3 separate regions of the Mus musculus genome follow, and regions 2 and 3 are each linked to region 1. A link is a contact called in public HiCAR-type and HiChIP or PLAC-seq data. All regions are on one chromosome and are shown on one strand. Each heading gives the region's core, a stretch centred on a gene start, on an enhancer-like site or on the middle of the called end of the contact. The rest is flanking DNA. Distances are from core to core; before and after follow the strand shown.

The links. HiCAR-type assays count read pairs that join an accessible place to other places. HiChIP or PLAC-seq counts read pairs in DNA pulled down with a chosen protein or histone mark.
Region 2: a HiCAR-type map of astrocytes shows a contact between it and region 1, with 5 times the contacts expected there. The contact joins the enhancer-like site here to the promoter of Amz2 in region 1. A contact is called at or near these places in 3 of 39 promoter capture datasets (the C10 cell line, pre-B cells and stem cell-derived epiblast-like cells), 3 of 115 datasets of contacts at active chromatin or transcription factors (astrocytes, large pre-B cells and pancreatic cancer cells) and 1 of 9 other capture datasets (adipose tissue).
Region 3: an H3K27ac HiChIP or PLAC-seq map of large pre-B cells shows a contact between it and region 1, with 2.7 times the contacts expected there. The contact joins the enhancer-like site here to the promoter of Amz2 in region 1. A contact is called at or near these places in 1 of 39 promoter capture datasets (the C10 cell line), 2 of 115 datasets of contacts at active chromatin or transcription factors (astrocytes and large pre-B cells) and 1 of 9 other capture datasets (liver).

Annotation. Positions count from the first base shown.
Region 1 is chr11:109,423,814-109,427,712 of GRCm38.p6, reverse strand. It overlaps Amz2 (archaelysin family metallopeptidase 2), which reads right to left and starts at 1,767. Exons shown (of 9, transcript NM_025275.4): 1 at 1,683-1,767; 2 at 1,138-1,227; 3 at 616-743. The coding sequence starts at 627.
Region 2 is chr11:108,148,804-108,152,702 of GRCm38.p6, reverse strand. The region is part of intron 3 of Prkca (protein kinase C, alpha); the gene reads left to right. Among named protein-coding and RNA genes, the nearest start is that of Gm11655, 22 kb to the left of the region's middle. Within about 2 kb of position 2,107, at least 122 of the 459 cell types and tissues checked have an H3K27ac peak or open chromatin away from gene starts, as enhancers often do. A contact at or near this core is called in astrocytes and pancreatic cancer cells, where this site is marked.
Region 3 is chr11:108,220,928-108,224,826 of GRCm38.p6, reverse strand. The region is part of intron 2 of Prkca (protein kinase C, alpha); the gene reads left to right. Among named protein-coding and RNA genes, the nearest start is that of Gm11655, 50 kb to the right of the region's middle. Within about 2 kb of position 1,891, at least 167 of the 459 cell types and tissues checked have an H3K27ac peak or open chromatin away from gene starts, as enhancers often do. A contact at or near this core is called in astrocytes and liver, where this site is marked.

The sequences.
Region 1 (3,899 bases), core at 518-3,017:
AAATAAAAAAGAATGTTTTCTCCGCGTCCAATCAGTTTATTGGGGGAAAGTAACGAAAGAATTAAAAGGAAAACCATTCATTCAGACCATTCTTGTATCTCCCACTGAGCCTGCTGTTCCCATCCTAGTAACTACTGTCAAGTTGGGCATAGTGCCGACACCTGTAAACCAATACTCAGGAGACAGAGGCAGGAGATTGAAAGTTGACACTCAGCCTGAGTTATATAGCAACATTGTCTCAAAAACAGTAACTAACAGCTCCTTTTTTTGGTTTTTCAAGACAGGGTTTCTCTGTATAGCCCTGGCTGTCCTGGAGCTCACTCTGTAGACCAGGCTGGTCTTGAACTCAGAAATCCGCCTGCCTCTGCCTCCCAAGTGCTGGGATTAAACGTGTGCACCACCACTGCCTGGCTAGCGGTGACTCTTAAATCCTACTGATGCCCAACGTCCTCTGTCATTTGAAAACAATCATAATATTTTGAGCTGACTCACTTTGTCCACAGGATCAACGGCATCCCTTCCAGTGTCACTCAAAGATATTCAATAAGGAAAAGAGTAATGGTTCTGTTATTTAACTGCAGGTTGGCAAGATCCATCTCAGCCCCTTACGCTTACCTTGTCAGCCATAAGACACGGGGGTAGATCTAAGATGACCAATGAGACGCCATACTCATGGTGACAGGACTTTCCCCATTCCTATCAAGTCCCTACGTGGCACGTTCATCCTTCATACCAAGCAGACGCTTTTTGAGTGAGAAAAGAAAAAAAAGATGAATGTTTCTGTCCATTTAGTTTGTGTTTTCTAATTGAGGGCCTTTTCCATTTTTGTTTGTTTGGTTGGTTGGCTGGTTTTTTGTTCTGCTTTGTTTTGGGGGTGGGTTGGGGGGTGGGACAGGGTTTCTCTGTATTTCTCAGTTTATTAACGACTGATTTTGAAATTTAAGCTAACTGCTGTGCTCAGTGAACTTCTGAATTCTGGAGCTCAAGAGGGTGACACTGACTAGAAAGGATCCTAGAGACTACGCTGAGTGTAGCTCATCTCGGTACTGCACATCTGGGCTGAGATTTTATTTTTACAGGATGAAATTTAAAAAGAAAAAAAAAATAAATCACCATGGCCCCATTCAGTCTACCTACCTTTATAAAGGAGAAATCTCCAGCTGCTGTTTTTCCATTTATGTTTTTCTAAGGACAATGCATGTCTGGCAAAGGGGTGTGGCCTTCACCCTAATAAAAGAGACAGAGTGGAAAGTCAGAAGGCCTCCACATCCTAGTCCAACGTGGATGGTGTCGCTGAAGAAGTGTGCAGGGAGCCATCGTACAGTCACTGCAGGGACCGGGGGCCTAAGATGCTTCGGTTCTATAACCGGAACATCTCCCGCCAAGTGGGTCTCGCCAGACGTGCTAGCTGGTTGCCCATAGCAACTTGCACGGCCGGTGCAGACGCCACCCAGTCTCTGCTTGAGTCAAAAGTGGGGGGCCTCCCCGGAACTCAGAGTTCGCGTCTTCTACCCAGGGAGCAACCGGAAAGGCCCGCGTTGTTCCCAAGAGACATCCTGCCCCCGAGGTCCCCTCTGCTTCCGCCGCAGCCATCCCTCCCACCACATCCGCTCCTCCCCAACGATCAACACCTTCCTCCTCCTCCCCTGCCCAGCCCTGACGGTTCCTCATACCACCCTCACCCGGACAGGCCTCTAGGCCGCCCTCAAGCTGCCACGGTGGTCCTAGCACGCATGCGCCTCGCGCGGACGCACCTCACCCTTTCACGCATGCCCCGCCCACACCGCCCACTAGCAAGACCCGTCTTCCCGCCCCTCAATCGTCGCCCCGCCTCCTATCTGCGCTCTTCCCTCCTAAGGCTCCTCCTCCAAACACTGAGCCCGCCCCACTCCTCCAGAAAGGCCCCGCCCATGTGCTGTAACCCCGCCCCGAAGGCGTGACCTCTGTCCATTTCACAACACTCACGCTGTGTGTGGTTGACTAAAGTAGTAAGGGGGCGATGTAGTGTCGGACAGTCCCCAGTCGTCGCTGTTTCGCGTCGGCCCTCACGGGGGCGCCGCGACCCGCTCCTCGCGGGCGGTGCAGGGTCACGGAACCACCTGCCGTGGGCTGAGCCTGAGTAATTTAACCACTGGGTCCAAATAAGTCAGCCGTGTCCGCGGCTTGACACATCACCCGCTTGGACTTTCCCTTCTTAGTCGGTTTGCCCGACTGTCGCGGCCTCACCGCTGTCAGGAAGCAGGGCTGCATCCTAGGGCGTGGGGCATAGGGTTGCCTTTGGTACTTGGGGAACTAAGAGCTTAGAGCTCGGACCCCCAGGAGACTCTGGAAGGGGAAACCCCAGGGCCAGATCTCCTGATCCCCGCCCCCAGCATATACCTATTCAATCCTTTTGCATCTCTGGGCGCTTCTGGCCCCAGGAAGGTCAAACAAGGGGATGATGCCACTATTTTATCAACATCCTCTCATCCTTGGAAGTTAAAGACTGCATACCCCACATGTCTGTACCCTTCTTCCTACCCAACCCCCAAACTTTTTGCTCTCTTCTTGCCTTGTGCACACTGCTCTAATTATCCTTGCCCAGTTATTATAACAAGGCTCATATATGTTGTCCTTACTGCCCTTACCAAGTTGACAAAAGTGGCTTATTTGGGGAGGGTCTCCTGTCAAGGCTGGCCTTGAACTCACTATGTAGCAGAGAATGTTCCTGTGTCTGACTTCTGAGCACTGTATACACACATACAGAGAGAGACACATACATGTATATTCTTTCAAATTTTCATACTTCGGTTATATTTCCCCAGGACCCCCTCTGATCCTCTTTCTCCTCCCATGAGGTCACTCCCCAACAACCTGACCATTTTTTTCTCCCGGGACATTTTTAATCAGCTGTAGACATGATGCCCCTTTAGTGTAAATACTCCAGAGCATGCTTCTAAACAAGCAATTTTTTCTAAGTAGTCACAGGACACCTACACTGGGAATTCCTACCAATCACTCTGATTGCAGTCTAACACCACAAGGTTCCTGCTTTCCATTTTTCTGTGTGCACTCCCTTCCATACTAATGAAAAGTCTGTCTCCCACTATTCATAATTTACTTCTGCATTTAACTGCTCTGTGGTACAATATGCACTGAGGGTAATTTCAGAATAACTAATCCATATCATTGCAGACAAATAGTCCTGCCAATAATCAGAAATTATTCATGGTCCCGTGTAGCCAGAGGATGCACAGTAGGCTTTGCAGTTTACATCATCTAGGTGAATTCTTCCCTACTCAGTCCAGCACCACATCTGACCTGAAACTTACTAGATAGCCTAGGCTGGCCACAGATTCACAACTATCTCCTGCCTCAGCCTCTGGGGTGGTAGGATCACAAGTATGCATAATCACACCCATTGTTAAATGTGTCACTCTTTTCTCTTTCTTTCTTTCTTTCTTTCTTTCTTTCTTTCTTTCTTTCTTTCTTTCTTTCTTTCATCACATAACATGGCAGATGCGTGGTGCATACTTTTAAACCCAGCACCATGGGAGGCAGAGTCAGTTAGAGATAGGCTTTATAATCTCCTTTGAAACACACCTCCCTGCAGACCTGTAAGGGAGTTTCTTGATTAGGTTAAGTGAGGTAGAAAGACCGAACTTAAATGTTTGTGGCACCATCACGTGGTCAGGGGGCCTGGACTGAAGGCAAACACCCAGAGAGTCATAGCTCTCTGGGTCTAGACTGTGGACACAATGTAACTAGCTGCCTCTGGCTTAAGCTGCCATGCCTCTCCCACAGTAATATAGATTGAGTCCTCTGAAACTATAAGCTAAAATGGGCTTCTCCTTAAGTTTCCACTCCTCAGTCATTTGGTCACAGCAGTGAGAGAGGTGACTAGCACAGGAGGAGACTAG
Region 2 (3,899 bases), core at 858-3,357, 1.3 Mb after region 1:
ACTATTATGATCTCCCAAGTGAGAATCGTTGAGGAGGAAACGGTTTGAAACAAACACTAAGCTTGTGGGTCTGCTGCTGCAGCAAGGTTAGTCATTAGCAGCGGTGTTAAGAGACAGAACTGTTCAACGCCAAGCCCAGCCTCTGCTTTTATCAGGTCTGGAGCTGAGATTTTAAAATTACATATGCACGGGACCTCTTAAAAATTAACATCCCTGGGAAGACTCGGTGCTGACAGCTTTTCTCTATGACCCAGATGCTACTTGCGTACTGTGTGGCGTGCCATGAATCATATAACCCAGTTCTGATGAAGTGTGTGTGTGTGTGTGTGTGTGTGTGTGTGTGTGTGTGTGTGAGAGAGAGACAGACAGACAGACAGACAGACAGACAGACAGACCCTCTCTCCTCCTTACTGCTGCAGTATAGTCTGGTCATTTTCCTGACCCTTGCTAAAGTGTTCTCCCCTTTCCTACTTCTGAAGCTCAATGTGTGTACTGAAATTGAACCCTGCATGCCTCCTCTGCATCGTTTTGATGCAACGGAACAGTGAGATTCCAGAGCCGACCCCTTGGGAAGCGTGTAACCAGGGTAAAGGACCAGGTTCATTGCTCACACTCACAGCTGTGAATCTCTCAGAGGTGCTAGGCCTTGGTTTTATATTCCTCAAGATGGGAGACTTGCTAATCCCTGGGTGGGCTCACGGATAAACAAGAGTGAACCTACAGCATCGGAAGAGCTCTCCAGTGAGAGGGAGGGGTGGCCATCTCCATCTTTATGTGTTAGTGTGCTGGTGGCCGGTCTATGCTCTGTTTGCAGTTATGAGCACGTGAGACTTCAAGGCCGCTTTGCTAGGTGGAATGGGTGCCAGTGTGAGAGAAGTCTGCCTTTAGTCAGGAAGCATTCCAATGAGCAAATTACCTGACAGCGTGGCATGCTTAATGGACTTCAGGGCATTTTCAGGGAAGGCCAGTGTGCCCTCCTGTGGAGACCAGGCTCTCTCCAGGGCCCACACCAAGGCCCTCATTGGCACACAATCATAGCAGCAGTTAAACCCTCTTATCATCTAGACTGTCATGAAAAGAACAGTACCCTCCCTTCTGACCGCTTCAGCATGTCTCTGTTCACAGGCAGACGCACTAGGATGGTGTCTCCGGAGCTGAGTATCTCCCGTCACTGCGTCACTGTGTCACTGTGTTTCTGCACCACATCTTCCATCTTCACACTTTCACTGGGTTTGGGTCTGTTTTATGACCCTCTGCTCTCATTTCCTGTTTGTTTTGTCTGTTCAGACTTCTTTCCCTCCTGGAAAGCGGCTACCTGGGCAGGCATATCTGTGATGTCAAACACATGCTTCAGGCGCGAAGTACCTTTCTGTTCCGACTGAGGGGGCCAAACGATGTAACAAGAAAAGCAAATGCTTCTTGGGGTTCTTTTCCGTGGTTTCATGGAACCGTTCGATCTTAACAAGAACTGTTAACTTTCAAATGAAGTTTTTTTGTTTTTCTTTTTGTTTGATTTTTTTGTTTGTTTGTTTTGTTTGTTTGTTTTTTAACATCAGAGAACTACACTGTGTGTGGATCATTCTTTATGTGAAAGCTGAGTTTCCTGGCCCTGGGTGGAACAGACCAGACCTGGCTCTAGGTGGCACCAATTAAGAAAGAGTGAAATGCAGAAAACAGGTTTTGAAAAGGCCACCACACTTGGAAACAGAAATACGCCATTTCTCCTGCAAGGGTGAGGGGTGGGGGGAGGGTGCTCAGGAACAGGGAAAATGGCATAATCAATTTAATCAGGTAAGGCTGCCATCTCTTGAGAAACCCAGCTTGTGCCCCTCTTTCAGTCAGGGCATCACTGAGCTCCAGTTTGTTGCCAGGAAGACGAAGTTCTTCCCTCCTGGGAATTCCAGGCCAGCAAACTTTTGGAAGTATCTGTGGCAGCTTGAATGCTGCTATTTAAGGCCTGATGAAGAGGCAGCTTGGAGAAAAACCTCAAAAATAAATACTCTGATTCATCATTGTTGTTCAAGCTTTCCAGCCATCAGAGCCAGCCCTGGGCTCCAGAGACAAAGGGTAACATTCACCAGGAGCTGTTCAGCCCAGTCAGGAGCCCTGGCAGCGGTGAGGAGGCGGACAGGGAGGCAGCTTTCTGCAAAACCCGGCTCGGGTTGGGCCGGTGTGGAAGGAAGGCTAGAACAAGACAGCCGTGCCGCTAGGGTTTTGCTCAGTGGAGGAGGAATGAATCAGCCAGAGATGGAGGTCCTCCCAGAATAGTGGACCATGTTATAATAGCCCCAGGCGGGCAGTGGATTGGGTAGCTGGCAGCAGTTAGTGGGGCTTCTTCAGTGTCAAGCAGCCAATGACAAAGTTCTCTGCTGTCTGCAGCTATGTAGTGCAAGGCTGGTGGCGCGGGAAAGTAGGAGTCTGGCATTTGCAGATGGCTGACACTGGGATGGAACAGGGGGTTAGACTGTGTGTGACCTTCTCAGCTGCTCTAGCTTCGGGTCCCTTACTCCTCTGCATCCTCATCTGCTGGAGAGACCCCAAACCTCCCGTGGTGTGGAGATTGACTATGATTTACATGCAGGTGTGTGGTGAAAGGTCATCAATGTCCTTCTGGTTGGACCTCTAGACTTGACACTTCTTGGGTGTAGTGCATTTCTCTGTCCCTCCCGAATCTCTTTTCCTGGTTAAGAAAAGGACAACCCATGTGTTGAGTGACCACATGGGCAAGGTGTGTACAGGTGTCTATGGGACTCCTACCAACATAAGAAGCAGATCTTCTTCTTCTTCTTCTTCTTCTTCTTCTTCTTCTTCTTCTTCTTCTTCTTCTTCTTCTTCTTCTTCTTCTTCTTCCTCTTCCTCTTCCTCTTCCTCTTCCTCTTCTTCTTCCTCCTCCTCTTCCTCCTTCTCCGCCTCCTCCTCCTTCTTCTTCTTTTTCTTCTTCTTTTGAAAATAATTAGAATTTTACTTGATTATTTATGAATTGCAACAGAAATTCCAATTCCTAAAACCATCTTGCTGATGTACTGCAGGTTTAGATGCATTTAAATACTTGTCACATTGGGAATACCAAAAGGGTCGATTGATATGATAGCTTTGGGTTGTAGAAACAACAACATAAGAAGCAGATGTTCTTACTTGTTCTCGATTGAGTTCACCGGTCATTGCAACGCTAGTTGCAGGGGATGGTGGGAGTTTATCAGAGACTGTGCAATGACTGTCATCTTTGCAGTGGCTCAAGTAAGGAAGTTTGATAAAGAATGGTGCAGAGAGTGGCTTTTAGAGCTAGGTTCTAATCTGCCGCATGCTGTTTTCCCACCGATGAGATAAGCAAAGTCGGCTGCAGATTGCAGTCATGGAGGTTCGTAGAGTATGCTCCTCCAGCTCCCCTCTGCAGGCTCATCTCCAGGCTTCTTAGACCGGCTACTATGCCAGGAGCTTCAGGGGGTGTGGCCCCTTGCTAATATTGTTTCCTCCAAGGCGTATATTGATTTTTGAAACAAAGAACAGTTGGCTGGGATCCAAAGCTAGTTTTTTTCCTTCTAGATCTGGATGTGGAAGAAAAATAAATACCTTCCATCTTCCAAACCAAGATAGCCCCAGAGAAGGCAGATGACTGTTACAGCCAAGAGAAGAAATTACACAGCCTGCTCAGAGCTGAGCTCCCAAGCCGCTTCTTACTGCTCTGGGGAAGTACACCAAGTCCATGTGGCCACCACTAGGAAAAGCCACCCAGGTTCTTCTAAAGTGACTGGGTGTACCAAGGAAAATTAAATAAAAACACTTCTCCTTAGTGTCACGGATACAGAACAGTGTCCTGGAAGTTGCGGAATGTCACAAGCTCTATAAAATGTACAGTGACATTGTTTAGAATATGAAGCCCTGCTTCTCAATTTTCACTT
Region 3 (3,899 bases), core at 642-3,141, 1.2 Mb after region 1:
GCTCCCTCAAACTGCCTCCTGTGTCTCCCCTGCTGAGTGAGGCTTTGGGGGTTGGGTGAAAGTGAAACTCACTCCCTGGCCTCTTCTGTAGCTTCCCCCACCCCCCAACCCGTGTGTTACTAATGAGGAAGGAGAGGGGCGATAAGTTCTTGATGATCCAGGAGGCAAATGTATCCCAAGTTTGTCGCTGTCCTTTCTCTGATTTTCCTGATCATTAACTAAATGGTATGTGGATGAAAACAGATTAAACTTGGCAACTTAGCGTGTGATCTGTCTTTCGAGGGAAGCAAAGTCTACGCATTGGTCCAGTGACATTTAAATGCTTCAGCCATGCCTACTGGGCGCTCTGTTTTCCCCCTCGACTGTGAGCAGAAATGCTAATGACAGACTCTGATAGAAGCTGATGTCCTTGGAACTGAACTCCAGTCCTCCGCAGGAGCAGCAAGTGCTTTGAACAGCAGAGCCATCTGTCCAGTCCCTTGACTTTTGTTTTGATAGCATGTAAGCCACACATGATTGAAACTGTGTTAGTTCACAGAATGCTAGTAGCTTTGATTTTTTTTTCCCCTAATTAGCCTACTCGGAGGAAAAACTTAAATGTTCATATTCTCACAGTGTCCAGGGCTGGACAGCTATTATGGATGAGTTGGTTGCACTTCGATCATCAGAGAACCCTTCCTGTAAGTGCCCAGGCAACCGATCCCCACTATGTCAGGGCCCAGCAGGGAAAGAGCTTGGGTCCCCGTCTTCTGCCCACAGCCCTGCCTGCCAGCCAAGACCATGAATCAAAGTCTCTGACACAAAGTCATGTTATGAACCCTGGGCTTCCTATAGAGTTTGGCTCACTCCGGGCTGATCTCTAATAAAGACAAAGGCCAGGGGACAGAAATATCTCTCTTCTTGCTCCTGGCAAATACCATTTCGATCCTGTCTCCATCTCAGTGTCCAGAAAATTGGATTGGAAACGGGACATCGCCGGGGAGTAAATCAGATTAGTGCTTCCTCCCTCGCAGCCTCCAGCAGGCCTCTCATTCTGCTGAGCACGTCTCTCATTTATATGAAGTTGTTTATGACCCCCCTGTGTCACAGAGACGTTTCTAAACCGACTGAATCAGTACAGGCAGTGGGTGACCCTCCTAGCCACGGAGCCTAGAGGATTGGGCTTATTGGAAAATACTGCCAGTGGCTTCATTTTGTCTGGAGAAATGTCTGTGTCCTCACAGCTTTCGTATAGCTGGACACTAAGTGACCTCAGGAGAGCCCCCATCTGTCCCTCACAAGCCACTTGGTGTCTGACAGTGGCCCAGGCCCCAGAGCTGACTGGAATGGGACCCTGAGTCCTGGTTCAACACAGGTGTTTCCAGAGTCCTCTGTGTGGGCACTTACAGAGAGGATCATCTGTTCTCACAGGAACCCATCTGCTGACAAGAAGTGTCGAGGAGCAGGCAGCGCAGCTGTGTGCGACAGGAATAAGGAACTGCCCTGATGGGTGTTGAGGTTTCCGGTTCCTCCTGAGACCTTTCAATTTCCAAGAACTTCTTGGAGTGTTTGGTCACAAGATGCAGACGGGCTCTGCTTGTTTTCATGGCACAGATGCTTTTAAGAACAGAGCTTTGCACACTTCAATGTAAAATTAGATTCCAAAAGCCCACAGATGGTTCTAGAGCGAACTCTCCTTAACCCCACTCCCAGGTCAGCCACAGAACCAGGACCTCACGCATCAGGGCATGACTCTACCACTGAGTTCCACCCCAGCTTTCTGAACCCCGTTGGAACCTTGGGTGTTTCTCCAAAGACACAGGAACTCACCCAGTCCCCATGTTGTGTGCACAGAGCCCCTCACTGTTTCCCTGATTGCGTTTGCTGTCTTTGTAAGTTCAGAAGTATTTGGGAGGCGGAAGCTGACAGCCCTCCACACCCCAGAGGCCTGAGTCCGGATGCAGAAGTCTACCTCCGCTCACTTCCTACTGGCTAGATGGCCATGGGCCATGGCATATCCATGCCTGACACCACAGAGAAGGCTCCCATGAAGTCAGGAGGCTCCGTGGTGAAGCAGGAACTGGAACTCGAGGAGGTCCCAAGGAGAGAGTGGAAACCAGGGTTTAAGTGCGGCCATCTGGTCTCCCACAGGCCACGCCCATCTTTCTGACTGCAGCTTCTACAGCTGGTTTGATTGTTCTTGTGGTCCTCATTATCCACTTCAGACTGAATGACATGAAAGTCTCCGGGAGTAGACAGACACAGGCATCCAAATATCATAACATTTTTTTTTCTTAGACCAAATAACAAGGCTGCTTAGGCTTTTTAGCATCTAAAACTGTGGGTTGTGATATCATTGTATTTGGGTTAAATTTATTTTTGATTGATAACTCCAATGTTATTGTGCTTAGCTCTCAGTGTTGGGCAAAAACCCAGGGCTGGTGTAGACTTTATTTATGTCTGATTTCTTTGTGAAACTGATTCTTTTCTCGTGCCCTACTTTTAGGATTTGAATTTTAGCAGAATTAATCTGAAATGACTCAGAATTATACAATTAATTGCATTCAGCTTCAATTATAGTTTGCGCTAGCTGAGCCAGGCTATTGTCCTCCCTGGGGCAGGCACTTGCACATGGCTGTCTTGGCAGGTGCTAAGGCCCTGTGGCTCTCCCTTCAGCATGCCAGCTTCCTGGGGAAAGTTGTTCAGGGCTGACAGTCTTCTGCCAAGTACATTGAGAGTGGTAAGGACCCAGGAGTGCCACGGGGCTGTTGACATCAGATTCTTTTATTATGGTATAGGGGAAAACAGACTGTGATGTAAAGGGTGGAGGAGTTAAGACTTAGGTAGGTATTGTGGGTCCTGTTATCACTGACCATGGCTGGGGTCAGAGAAAGAGAGGGGCCTCCTCTGAGCTCAGAGGAGCCAGAGGATGAGACCAGGTAACAAAGGGGCTTACAGAAGGGAGGTGGGAATTAACAAGAGGCTACAAAATATTGAGTGCGCTGTGGAGAGAAACATTCTATGGGTGAATCAGCTACAGGTCTGGGCTGCTTCTGCTGGGGTGGGGGATATCTTTAGATCAGTGTGCTGAAGTCAGGGACAGCGTGTCTCCAACTCCTGCTCCTCTGGAATGTTCTTATTTTCTTCGCAGGCTGACTTCATTCACACTGTCTATTTGGCAACACATGACCGAATTGGGAGCCGAGCTCTTTTTGGCAGGAAAAGTTCATTAATTTTAGTTGGCTCTCCCCACCCTTCACAAGTGTGCCTGGGGGGTGGGAACTGCCTCTCATAATCACACAGACGCCATCCCTTGCCTGGACTTCTAGGTTCTAAGATGGTTCTGTGTGTCTGGCTGGGGGTGGGTGCTCTGAGAAAAGAGAGGCCCCCAAGAACGTTTCAAGTGGAGCCGCCAGGAAGATGGTTAAATGCAGAAGCATTTGTGAGTTTATAGACCAAGAAAGATTATCCTAGTATCTCTGATTGTGTAAGCGCTGATCCACTGTGCCAAGCTCACTCATCCTCACCGACTTATAGCAAACAGCCTGCTGTGGCATTTGGATGAACTGGGTTCTTAACGTGTGGGTGGGAGATTTCCTTCCACTTGGAATCCAAGACCTCGGGGCTGGAAGAAACCTAAGCGCACGCTGCACTCTGTTCATGCCTTGGTGTCTGGGTCAGGCCTGCAGAGCACAGAGTTCATAGAGACCTCTTTTGGAGGCATGGCTCTCCTCATCTGTTTGCCTTCCCCATGCTTCCCTCCTGGTTTCTCTGTGTGGCACTCCAACAGTGTCCTTCCGAAGTTCATGTCCATGTGTCACCTCACAATGTGGCCGATCTCTATTCAGACATTATGGTTGGTTCCTGTGAGGTCTCTCTAGGTGGACACTGGCTCTCAACTCAGTGGCCGTGACAATACA